Regions from separate parts of the Mus musculus genome. Here region 1 is linked to region 2. A link is a contact called in public Micro-C data. All regions are on one chromosome and are shown on one strand. The core of a region is the stretch at or near the end of the contact, and the rest is flanking DNA. Distances in the headings are between cores, read along the strand shown. Region 1 holds the start of Fam183b (family with sequence similarity 183, member B). Region 2 holds the start of Igtp (interferon gamma induced GTPase).

Region 1 (6,979 bases), core at 3,996-6,495, 600 kb before region 2:
AGATGCGGATGCACGCAGCCAACCATTGGACTGAGCGTGGGGCCCCCCATGGAGGAGTTAGAGAAAGGACTGAAGGAGCTGAAGGGGTTTGCAACCCCATAGGAAGAGCAACAATGTCAACCAACCAAATACCCAGAACCCTCCAGGGACTGAGCCACCAACGACAGAGTACACATGGAGGAACCCATGGCTCCAGCTGCATATGGAGCAGAGGATGGTCTTATTTGGAATCAATGGGAGGAGAGGCCCTTGGTCCTGTGGAGGCTTGATGATCCAGTATAGGGGAATTCTAGGGCACTGAGGTTGGAGTGGGTAGGTGGGTGGGGGAGCACCCTCATTGAGGCAGGGGGTTGGGAAAAGGGATAAGGGGTTTGTGGAGGGGAAAATGAGAAGGGGGATATCATTTGAAATGTAAATAAATAAAATAACCAATAAAAATATGGAAAAAAGAAAAGAAAAAATTTCAAGAAATAACATTTTTGTATTTTACTTTCAAATTGTATCTTTACTTGCAAATGTTCGTTGCAATGTATCTGTCATTGGTCTGTTTTGAGGCCTCTGGCTTCTGCTATACTATCAATACTGGATCCTTATAAGGACTCCTCTCAGATATCCTGTTGTTGCCCTGTGTCATGGAGATCATGAAGCCTTGGGTCTGCAGGATGGGCCCTTTCACTCAGTCTAGCAGATCACAGATGAGGTAGATGTTCAAGTTGGCCAACTCAAAGCCCTTGATCTGGGCCTGGGAGTTGGTCAGCCTGCCAGCTTTCCCAGGTCTGTACCACCAGATAGAGCTCTCCAGCACTGCCCCAAGCTAGCTCACCCAGTGCTTCAGCTGTGAAGAGGTAGGGTCCTCTCTCCTACTCTCATGTCCTCGGGGCCAGCTCACCTGCACATCTACCATCAGGGGCAGCTTTACTATACTGCCCAGGAAAGGAACAGAGCCTACTCAGCCACTACAGCAGACAGGGCCAAAGAGGAGCATCTCTCATCCACATTGCCCCATGGCAGATGAGGGGTAGCGCCAGATCTCCTGAGTGCTGCAGCCAGTGAGGGGCAGGAGCAGGCATCCTGCTCTCGTGACCTCAGGGCATCGGGTGAGGGGGCAAGGAGGGAGAAGGGCATCTCTTCCTCACCCATACCACCACACAGGGGGTGAAGAATGGGGTCAGCTCTTTTGTTTCTATCTTTAAAAACTATATATTACTGATGTCCCTCAACTTAAAGTAGGGATGTACTGAGATGAGCACATCATAAGCTGGAAGCTTTAATTCTTTTCTTTTTGTTTTTGTGTAAAAGTGTGTGTGTGTGTGTGTGTGTGTGTGTGTGTGTGTGTGTGTGTGCTACCTCTCTGTAAGTGCCTGCAGGGGCCAGAAAGAAGATAGTGGATCCTCAGGAACTGGGGTTGTAACAGATGTGAGCTGTCTGATATGGATGCTGGGAGTTCAACTCAGCTTTTCTGAAAAGCAGCAGCAAGCTCTCTTAACCACAGCATTTTTTTTCCAGAGAGAAAGTGGAGAACGTAAGGAGAGTGGGTTGAGATGGATACAGATTTTGACCCAGAAAGAGATGGTTCAAAATTCCCTTTGCTTTTCAAACCTGAGCTACAGATACTTTAAAAAGCCTTCTCTGTTCTATCTATCTATCTATCTATCTATCTATCTATCTATCTATCTATCTATCTATCTATCTATCTATCTATCTGCTTATCTATCTATCTTTTTATCATCTGTCTGTCTGTCTCTGTCTACCTATCATTGTATATATGAGTGCTTATCCATAGGAAGAGGGCCAAGAATAAGTAATATACATATTTAAAGACAAAAACAAATCATCTGTCTTTGGTTTTTGTTTTTTTTGCAAAGGGTGTTTGAAAGTGTTTAACGATTTTATTTCTAGCTGAAGTAATTTCATCTTCACTTTTATTTATTTTTTTCAACTGTAATTTTATAGCAATATATTTAAAAATATTTTACTTCAAGCTCTAGGACTTCTGTGGAGAACAAATGCTACATTTAAGCCCAAAGTCAATTTTTCTAAAACACATGAGTGACTTATGTGTTCCTGTGTCTCTGTCGTGATAAATGTCCTCATTGAGGTGACCTGCCCAGCCCTGCCATGCTCTGCTGAAGCCTTCATCCTCGAAAACTTCTTCCCAAGAGTCAAGTGTTTTGTTGACAGACATAATACAGTAACTAAACCAGCTTCCTAATAAAACATCAACCATCAATAACCTAAAAAGTTTACAGTATCATTGAGAGGTCTGACTAGGGGGACAAGCACGAGGCTATGAAGATGAAGTTCATTTCACAACTGTCTCAGGGTGTCCATCATTACTTCTGAGCACACACACTCCACAGGAAACTTTGGCCTCCTGCCTGCCCCACCATGAAGCCTACCACCCTTCCCAGTCTGTCAGTGCCGCCGTGGCCAGAATTCCATGCTCTCCAGGCTATGTGGTCATTATTTTCCAAGTCCACCTTGTGCCCTGGAGATCATTAAGCATAGATAAGCACATGAAGCCATTTCTCCAGGAATCTCCTTGGGGCATTAGCCCCTGAGCAAACTCAAACAGTATAGTTGGTGCAGGGTAAACAGACACAACTGATAAACTCTGCCTTGGAGAACAGGTTAGACATTCAAGGTTTCTTTTTATTATAGGCTTAGAGCTCTCTGAGAATGTAGTTTAAACAAAGAGAGGTCATACAGGATCTATCCCTGGAGGAATAGAACTCAGGAAATAAGATAGATTGACTAAAAGAACCTTTTCCTACTTTATAGCATAGATGATGAAATGTATACTAAAAGAATTTAGGTGTTAGTATCTGCCATTCATTAGAAGACCAGTTTAGGTAATTTCTGTTTGTCTGGAGTGCCTTAAAACAACAGACATCGCTAGCCTAAAAGCAGGCTGTCACATAATGTATACATTTTCTTGGGAGGTGACATTTTTTAGATTCTTTAAATTGGAGTTATAGGGCCAATGATAAAAACAAAAATCTGTTCTGTTTGTATTTTCTAATTGTAACTGAACTTGTAACCCTGGACATGTAATGAAAAAAAAATCAATCGCATATTCTGTAGTACCTGGATAATCATTAATCTTTGATCTGTGAGACCTGCAGAAATAAATCGCCTGGTTGCTAATCACCCTGAGCACCATGGCCTGACTCCTCCCCCTGCCAACCCCTTATCACCTCCACAGGTTGACTGCCCTGTTAGCTTGGACCCTCACTGGGAAAGGTCCCTGGCACTGAATATCCCATAAGCATCACATTTTACCACTCAAATTGTTCCTTCGAAGTCAAACTATTCTACTGGTCCAGACACTCGAACCAGCCTCTGATTTTGCCCCATGCTGGCGAATTTTAAACATTCATTTCCTTTTCTTTCATCTAAATAGCCATCTTCATCTCCCATGCTCTAAAAATAGCTCATTGTGCTTTAATAGCCATCTCTTCTTAGGCTAGGATTCCTTCCTCCAGCCCTGTATGGAGCGTCCCAGATGCTAGGCTAATAGTTCAGGGTAAAGGACACTGTATGGATGGAGTACAAGCGAAATCTTATAAATTTTCCTCAAACAAACCATGTTGCTTGGAAGACTTTATTTCTTCTTACTTTCAGGAAGTCAGTGAAGACTCCAAGAGGCTGTTTTTAGCCTTGCTTGGAACACAGGGGCCAGGCATGGGTCACAAGGGCAATGCATTGATCTACTTAAACCAGTGTGATACAATCATCTGAATGTTCTAAGGGACTATATAATATAATGATGCAAGCAAACAGAACTGCAGACACCCAGTCACACACAAAACACCAAACACATACCTGCCTCTACTGTGCTGGGGACTGGGAATGTGGTGTGAGGGTGGGGGGAGGGGAGAGGCGGGAGGAGGATGTGTCTCACCTTAGGTAGCTTAGGCATAAACAAGTACATTTAGTGAAGTAACTAAGTTTGCAATAAAGCACCAACAGAGAAGGACTCTACAGCCTGCTAAGGCTTTTGAAAAGCGATTGCATGTGAGCTCACATAAATGTGGGGTATCCAAGAGGCAAAGAGCCCAGCAGGCTGAGGAGAAAAGCCGAGAGAAAAAAACTATGATGTCTTCTATAGATGTGGGGGATTGGGCAGCAATGGCCGCACACCTAACGAGTGCAATACTGTCTATCACACATCGAACATTCTGGGTCATAAATGAGTGAATGGATAAAAGATCACACGTTTTAGCATCTGTGTTTATCTGCTCATCAAAGCCAGGGTGGATCCTTTCCCTACTGTAGGTTACTTATGGCTATTTAAAAATAAATCATGTTATAGAAGATGCTTAGGGGTTGAACATAGGAATAAAAAGAAAGGTGGTGGTTGTCAGTTGAGTGGGGTGTCAGAGGACAGTTGCCTAAGGGTGAGTTTTAGAGCTGGGTTTCACACTATGCCCCTACTTCATGCAGCTGGACCGGATGCTTGAGAATATCGAAGACAGGAGATCTTAGAAGATGTGCATTTTACCACAACCAATCATTGAAAGTAGTTGGGTCTGGTGGGGCAGGCCTATTATCCCAGCAACTCAGCAGGCGGAGGCAGGAGGATTGCAAGTCCAACCTCTGCCTGGGCAACTTAGTGTGGTCCTGTCTTAAAATAAGAAGGGAAGGGCTGGAGATAGCGCTCAGGGCTGAAGCAGCTTCGCAGCATGCAGAAGCGCTGAGTTCAACCCCTAGTGTTGTAAAAATAATGAAATAAATCATTAAGATGTCAAATTACTTAGGTTAGGAAGGGTAGTGGTCCTGTTTGTTTCCGTGTACCAGTCAGATTATTTTACTTTCTGTTTCCCCACCCACCAGTGTGCATGTGTGTGTTAGAGGTGGTTTTTGTTTATTTTAATTCTGAGCACCTACTTTCAAACCTATTGGCTCTGGCCCCTCCCCAAATCATCTCTAGGAAGCGACCAGTCATGCTGAGGTGCACGTTTCAGCCTCTTCTTCCTGGGTGGTCCAAAGAAAGGCAGCTCTTTCCTAGCAGCGCACAGGACACAGGGGTGACTCTAGATCCAGAGGCTGAATCTGGGTCTGAGGACATTGGAGGAGGCCTAATAGATACCAGCAGCCTGAGAGCTGGGAGGGGTGGAGTGGACAGAAGCCAGGGAAAGGCTTTCTGGGCAGGTGGTGCTCCGAGCCTGGGCGCTGTTGCCTAGAGACAGAAAGGACGCTGTGGCCTGAACACAAGAGGAACATCCGTTGCCTGGAAACTGTAGAAGACGACCTTTCTCCTGGTAAGGGCAGGGCAGATAGCTTGACTTCTCAGAGCAAAAACATGGCCATGGCAGGACGTGTGGGGCAGATGAAGAATCAGGATGAAGTTCACCAGAATCAGATCTTGCGGGAACTCTTTCTCAAAGAGCTACGGGCACAGAAGCTGTACACGCAGTATCACGTGAATCCCCTGCGCAAGGGTGAGCTGGCCCAAGAGGGTTGGGAGGGGTGGGAGAGCACGTGTCCTCTGCCTCAGGTTATCTCTTTAGAGTTCAGACAGCTAAGCTTTGAGGGAATCGCTCCCCTTGTCACCCCAGGCACAAGAGATACATTAAAATGCATCCAGAATTAAACATTTTAGATGTAGAATAAAGAGAGATGATTAATGGGGTAGTTTTGCTTTTCAAACAATTGCCCAGGGTTTTTAATGTCTGCTTTTTGTTAGTAGTTTGGTCTCTTCCTAATATACCCAAAGGGGTTTGTCTTTGTATGGTTTGTTATTATTGCTTTGATTTTTTTGCTACAGCCCTCCTTAAGACTTAGAAGTGGTGGGCTACCAGGTGCAGAGCTTGACCATCCTCCTCACCCTGACCCCAGCAAAGTCACCCCTCCCCCTGGCCTCCCATGGCTTCCCTCCTCTGGGACTTCACAGAGCTCTGTGAAAATGCTTCTGGGCCTGAAACAGACTTATGTGTCCCACCACCTCCCAGCTGCCTTCTCTGGAGCAGCTGGGTGAATCTCTCCCATCCTCTGCTGCAATGCTGGCCTGGTTTAATCATCCTGTGTAAGCAGTTATTCGGATACCACTTCACCTCATTGCACATGCTGGTCACCGCCATCCCACACTTCTCCCAATTAACATCTGCACAGCCCAGTAAAAGGTCAGAATGCACACACAGACCTTCTATCCATTTAGGCCATTCACCTTCTTTCCTTTTCTTTTTTTCTTTTCTTTTCTTTTCTTTTCTTTTCTTTTCTTTTCTTTTCTTTTCTTTTCTTTTCTTTTAGATATTTTCTTTATTTACATTTCAGATGCTATCCCCTTTCCTAATTTCCCCTCCATAAATCCCCTATCCTTCCCCCTTTCCCCCTGCTCCCCACCCACCCACGTCTGCTTCCTGGCCCTGGCAGTCCCTTATACTGGGGCATAGAACCTTTACAGGACCAAGGGCCTCTCATCCCATTAATGACCGACTAGGCCATCCTCTGCTGCATATGCAGCTAGAACCACGAGTCCCTCCATGTGTTTTCTTTGATCAGAATACCCAAGATACAATTTGCAAAACACATGAAACTCAAGAAGAAGGAAGACCAAAGTGTGGATACTTCCATCCTTCTTAGAAGGGGGGAACAAAATACCCATGGAAGGAGTTACAGAGACAAAGTTCGGAGCAGAGACTGAAGGCATGGCCATCCAGAGACTGCCCCACCTGGGGATCCATCCCACAAACAACTACCAAACCCAGACACTATTGCAGATGCCAAGAAGAGCTTGCTGACAGGAACCTGATATAGCTGTTGCATGAGAGGTTCTGCCAGTGCCTGACAAATACAGAAGTGAATGCTCACAGTCATCCATTAGATGATGGAGCACAGGGTCCCCAAGGAAGGAGCTAGAGAAAGTACCTAAGGAGCTGAAGGGGTTTGCAGCCCCATAGGAGGACCAACAATATGAACTAACCAGTACCCCCAGAGCTCCCTGGCCATTCACTTTCTAATAGAGTGTTTGAAGCCC
Region 2 (6,324 bases), core at 2,419-4,918:
TTCCAGGACAGCCAGGGCTACACAGAGAAACCCTGTCTCGTTAAAAAAAAAAGAAAGAAAGAAAGAAAGAAAGAAAGAAAGAAAGAAAGAAAGAAAGAAAGAAAGAAAGAAAGAAAGAAAGAAAGAGAAAAGCTTCCCCCATTCTGCTTCTCTGATGTGTCTACTGATATATTTAAATTTACCTTGATTTAGGATTTGTTGTTGTGTAAAGCTATAAAAACCTTCTGAAGCTTCCACATTAGAACATAAATGTGGGGTAACTTAAATCTCTATTCCTAGGCCATGGAAACTCAAAATCGCTCCAGAATAAACAACCTCTTATTTCCTTGAGAGAGAGGGGGCGGGGAGAGGAAGAGGGGAGAGGGGGTAGGGGAGAGGGGAGAGGGAGACACCCCAAGAGGTGTTACTCAGTTGATAAGAGTGTTTGACTAACACACACGAAGCGCTGGGTTCAGTCCCTAGTACCACAGAAAACCGGGCATGTGTCTTAAGCTTGTAGTCCCAGAATTTAGGAGTTGGAAGCAAGAGGATAAGAAAATTAAAGGCATCCTCACCTACACAGTAAGTTTGAGCCTAGCTTGGACTTCGTGAGACCCTGTCTCAAAAAGAAAAAAAAGAAAAAATAGCCCTTTCTGTGTGCATCACCACCAACATTTCAAAACTTCACATCAGCCAGATGTGGTGGTGAACGCCCTTCATCCCAGCAGAAGCAGGCAAATCTCTGAGTTCCAGGACAGTCAGGGCTACACAGAGAAACCCTGCCTCAAATAAATAAATAAATAAATAAATAAATAAATAAATAAATAAATAAATCCTAAATTTGCCAGGAGGTGGTGGCACACACCTTTAATCCCAGCATTTGGGAGGCTGAGGCAGGTGGATTTCTGAGTTCGAGGCCAGCCTGGTCTACAGAGTGAGTTCCAGGACAGCCAGGGCTACACAGAGAGACCCTGTCTCGAAAACAACAAAATAAAACAAACAAACAAACAAACAAACAAAACCTCCCAAACTCAAGACCATCTCTTTGATTCATGTAGTGTGTACCTGTATCCCATGAAGGATACTTTTCCCATCCTTACACTGAAGAGCCCAGTGTCTGCACCAAAAAGCCACCGTTCTAGCTGTGGGACCACTTCCAGGGAACAACTTCTGAGTGTTGATTAGTTCCCTGGGATGGCCCCACCCAGTTCTCTCCTGGGCTAGCGTCTCTCTTTACTCCTTTCCTCGGTGGCCTCCCCTCCTGTCCCGGGTGGCCTCTCTCCTCAGTCCTCTCTCCTGGGATGTTTCCTCCCTTTGTTCCCTTCCTGAAGTGAGTTCATCTCTCCCCCCAGAGCACTGTCTGCAGCCACTCACACAGTGGCTGGGCCTGGACATAAGCTCAGAACGGAGGAGTTCAGCCAAGAGCCCCAACCTGTGTTTGAAGCCTCATCCAACTCCCTGCCAGCCCAACCAGTTTCTGAAGTCTCAGTTTTCTCATCGGTACATCAGGCAAGCCATGCTACTCACCTTCCAGATATTTTGTGGCAACTTTGTGACTAAATCCATGGGACGTGTGTGCCCTGCTCTCTCTCTCTCTCTCTCCACAGCTCTCCGCTGTCTGAGTGAACGCTCTGGAGTCTCAGCTAAAATGGCTGGGCCGGTGGTCCTCGGCTTCTTTCTTCTCTCTTCAACTTTATGGAGTATGAAGGTCTATGTCTGTGGGCCTGAACTCTGTGGGTCTGCTCTAGGCCTTGCACTCTTTACTCTCCTTCAGAACCTGTTAGAAAAACGATTTTACAACAACTGATGACAGATGAGGAAAATGTATTGTCAGAAACCACAAGGAGCTCTTTCTGCCATCTCTCCGTGAGCTTGCTTGTGGTGTGCATGCCCCGGCGGGTGCTCTCAAGAACAGCTGAGAAGAGAGGCAAATGCCAGGCACTCGTCGGGCCGTGGGCCAAGGCATCGCTCAGGTCCTAACTGAGATGATGAAGCAAAGCTACATTGGCGAATTTTAAATCATTGATGATCTCAGAGCTGGGGACTACTGTGGGCCCCAAAGGCAGGCTGAACAAGTGCGGACCTGCTCCCACCTGTCAGTGTGGCTTCACCGTACTGGACCATGAAGAAGCAAGACGAAAACACACAGAGGGGGGAAATCCCGGGATTCTTTTTTTTTTTTTTTTTTTTTTTTGGTTTTTCGAGACAGGGTTTCTCTGTGTAGCCCTGGCTGTCCTCGAACTCAGAAATCCGCCTGCCTCTGCCTCCCAAGTGCTGGAATTAAAGGCGTGTGCCACCTTTTTATAGAGGTGTAAAACATAAATAAAAAGCCCCCGTGGACTGTTCAAGAAAAAAAAAAAACCAACAAAAAGAAAGACAAGGAAAGAAAAAAGAAAAGAAAGGAAGAAAGGAGAGAAGAAAGACATCTTGAATTATACAAAGCAGTTCCTGGTCACGCTTCTGGTTGATCTAAAGCTGACTACAATTCTCCATAAAGATCCAGATCTCTCTAAATACTCTGGGGAAAGGGGGGGAAAGAGATGCCTCAATGAAGAAAGCACTGGCCTCACAAGCAGGAGTTTGAACCCCTGGCATCCACATAAAAGCCAGTTTCAATACTCATGCCTAAAATACCCTAGCTGGAGAGGTGGAGGTCCAGAGGAGGATCCCAGAGGGCTTGCTGGCCAGCCAGTCAGTCTAGCCAAGAGGTTCACTGAGAGATTCTATTTCAATAAAATGAAATAAATTGGAGAGTGACTGAGGAAGACACCCTAATGTCAGCCTCTGGATTATACACACATACACACTGGCAAGCAGACACTCGGGCCCACACACAAATGCAATAGTCTCACACACACCTGCACAAAAAAGGTCACATACACAGTGGAAGTGGCAGCCCATTGGTTGCCTATGTTACTATGTTCCGTCGGGTTGCATTTTGTTATACTCTCTTCCAAAAGATTAAATTAAATGCTGGCAGATGAAGAACCAGCGTCTCCAAGGCAGATAGATAATGCCCAACAGAGTTAGACAAAAAGTTTCCTTATGAACCCAGCCTTCCAAGCCAGAGTTCTAGCCCCTGCGTGTCGCACATGGAGAACAGATGCACATTACACAATTCCAGAATGTTCCAATATTACCTGTGGGCTGTTCTGATCCTGGACTCTGGCCCCTGAGGGGTCATCGAAGTAGTGGCCAAGAGAATTTGAGTAAAATCCCACCTGTTTTCTCTTAACTAGGCTCCCTCAGAAGACCCACAAACCCAGGGATACCCAGGTAAAAAAAGAAGCACACTGCTTCTCTCTGGTGAATTGGAAGGACTTGATTCAGCCAGACACCATGCACTCCGATCCTGAAGACAGTGCAGGAGGGTGCCTGCTGCACAGGGTGCCCCAGAGGAACACCTGACCCCAGACTCCCCTGCCCTGAGCAGGTTTATAGGCCAAGCAGGAGCCCCTCACCTACCTGCTCAGAAGCCTTACAAAGCTGCAATCCAGGCTCAGGACGGTCAGGAGAGAGAGAAGTGTGGTGGGGCAGGGTCCTGTGGGGAAGAGCGATTAGAAGAGGCAGGAGCAGCTGAAGGGCAGCCTGAGCTCCTAGGTTTCCTCTCAGACCCTGCTCTATCTATGTTGGCCCAGATGTAAGTCCCCAACTTCTAGGCGTGAGCCCTGCCTGCCTCCTCCCCAAGGGGCGGGGCCTGATGCCCGAACAGCTTTCAGTTTCAGTTCCTAGAAATGGCTAGTTTTCGGGAGTTAGCACTCAGAGGCCACGTTCTTCTTCAAAGAGAGGGGTAACTGGGCCAGATTCCAGGTATAGAGGTCAGAAGTCTGCCCGTGAAGCCTGCCATTCAGACTTCGGTCAGAGCTGCCTTGTCTGACCCTGCTACCTCCTTTCCGGAGCCCCTCTTAATGATGGCACCATGTTGAGACCCAGCGAACTTGGTCCTTGGAGAACTACTCGCCCTTCATTGCTGCTCCTTGGGGCTTCTGTCGCTTCTCATTGTCTACTCGCTCCTTCCCGCCCACTCAGCTCAGGGGCAGAAATTCCACCTACTCTGCCCTGTTCCAATTCTGTCGTCTCCCCAGGATCAAAGTATGCGGCAGAATATGCCACCTTTAAGTGGTCTCCTTCTGCCCACCGGTTTCTCTTGAGTTCAGGAAAAATATTTAAAACAAAGCAAAACAAAAACCAAAAAATAAAAATAAACACTCTCCCCCCCTCCCCCTCCCCCCTCCCCCTCCCCCCTCTCCCCCTCCCCCTCTCCTTTTTTTTTTGTGTACAGTGATGCCCTGGACCACTGAGTGCCCAGGTAGAGGGGAATGGGCTAGTTTCCCTGTGTAATTGCTTAGCAGGGTAAGTGGCTGATGGGAAGTGTGTGCTCATTTGCACAGTCCATGCCCCCAGGGCTCCCCCCACCCCAGGCCATTTACTGACCTGGTCTTTCATTTTCACTCACTGTCCCTAACATCCTGACTCCCTCCCTCCCCCATCCCTCCCTTCAATAGGTGTGCATGTGCATGAGCCTCGGAGGTCGGAGCAGAGAGTTGGAACCCGTGCAACCGGAGTTACAGGACATTTCTCTGTATAGCTCTGACTGTCTTGGAACTCACTCTGTAGACCAGGCTGGCCTTGAGCTCAGAAATTCGCCTGCCTCTGCCTCCCAAGTGCTGGGATTAAAGGCGTGGCCACCTCTCCCGGCCTGGGCATCAGATCTTAATACAGATGGTTGTGAGCCACCATGTGGTTGCTGGGATTTGAATTCAGGACCTTCGGAAGAGCAGTCAGTGCTTTTACCTGCTAAGTCATCTCATTTTTAAGTGTCTCTGCCACCTGTGACTTCTCTCGCTCAGAAAATGACAGCAGGCAGCACTCTGCAAGATGCCCTTGCACAGGAGTGTTCCTGATCGATGAACTTGGTCAATAGATGATTGACAGGCTGGGGAGATGAAGTCAGTAAGGTGCTTACAGTGCACACACAGGGACCTGAGTTCAATCCTCCAGATCCCATGTCAAAAGTTAGACGTGGTGATATGTACTAGTAACTCCAGTACGGAGATAGGCTGATGGCCAGCCAGCCTAGACTATTTGGTAAGCCCCAGTTACAGTGAGAGACTTTGTGTCAATAAACAAGGTGGAGAACCTCTGAGGAAAGACAGACAAAGTTGTCCTGTAGCCTCCATATGTGTGTGCATACACAGGTGATGATTTACAAAGAAGGTATAACAGACCCCTAGGACCAGGCTGTCTCTGTCCCTGAGACCCAAAGGTGACTGCTGTGCATGCGAACTTCCCAACGATCTCTCCTGTGTGAGGAACATTCGCCACATCAGGGGACATCAGCAGGATTGCCACTATCCACCTGTATTCTTTTCTACCCTTTGCCTTTATAGCTGGCCTCTGCTTCCCGACTGTCACCAGAGCAAGAACAAGAAGCAGACTCCTGTCCCTGCTGGGCTACAGGGAGATGTCAGTTTCGTAAGAATCTAAACAAACCAGGCACTCAGGAGGCAGAGGCAGGAGGATCTCTTGAGTTCGAGGTCAGCCTGGTCTACAGATCAAGTTCCAGGACAGCTAGAGCTACACAAGGAAACCCTGTTTCAAAAACAAAGGAAGGAAAGAGAGAGTGAGAGAGGGGGGGAGGGAGGGAGAAAGGAAGGAAGGAAGGAAGGAAGGAAGGAAGGAAGGAAGGAAGGAAGGAAGGAAGGAAGGAAGGGGAAAGAAGGAAGGAAGAAAAGAAGGAAGGAAAGAAGAGAGAGGAAGGAAGGAAAGAAGGAAGAAAAGAAGAGAGGAAGGAAGGAAAGAAGGAAGGAAGAGAGAGAGGGAGAGAGGAAGGGAGGGAGGAAAGAAGGGAACAATTGTGGCCCATGTTCACACCCCAATTCCTGTATATGTGATTTTTTTTTTAGAAACAACTAGAGGCCCTGCCCCCTCTCTTCCCCTCTCTGTTCCCCCTCAAAGCCTAAGGAAAGAATGCTGCTGTAAACAGTTACCCACACAGTTCCCTGGCACTAGGGGTTTCCATTTCCTGTTCTAAATGTAGTGTCTGCATGAGCCAAGTGGAGTTGGTCCCCAAGTTCAGGAAGATGTTTTAGATTCTTACATTTTAATGATCCCAGCATTCCACCTTGGGAGCTATCGCCACTCAAGCATGCCTCCCATGAGTATAGCCAGTGATCTCTGAGAGGGACCCTGGCTGGCACGGCAGCGTGTATTTATGGACTGGACACCAGATAAAAGTCCATGGCAAAGGGACTCAGCAGATGCAGCGTGTGGACACAGGGTATGCAGAGCACATGTAGCCTGTTCTTGAAGAAGCCATTTACCCAGAACTCGGCTCCCAGCTGG

The links. Hi-C and Micro-C count contacts between places; a contact is called where the count stands out from the background.
Region 1: a Micro-C map of embryonic stem cells shows a contact between it and region 2, with 2.0 times the contacts expected there. The contact joins the promoter of Fam183b here to the promoter of Igtp in region 2. A contact is called at or near these places in 2 of 39 promoter capture datasets (cranial neural crest and hippocampal neurons) and 1 of 484 Hi-C or Micro-C datasets (embryonic stem cells).

What each region holds. Positions count from the first base shown.
Region 1 is chr11:58,800,226-58,807,204 of GRCm38.p6, reverse strand. Fam183b (family with sequence similarity 183, member B) reads left to right here and starts at 5,245. Exons shown (of 4, transcript NM_029283.3): 1 at 5,245-5,444. The coding sequence starts at 5,312.
Region 2 is chr11:58,196,900-58,203,223 of GRCm38.p6, reverse strand. Igtp (interferon gamma induced GTPase) reads right to left here and starts at 3,668. Exons shown (of 3, transcript NM_018738.4): 1 at 3,445-3,668; 2 at 1,507-1,756. The coding sequence starts at 1,545.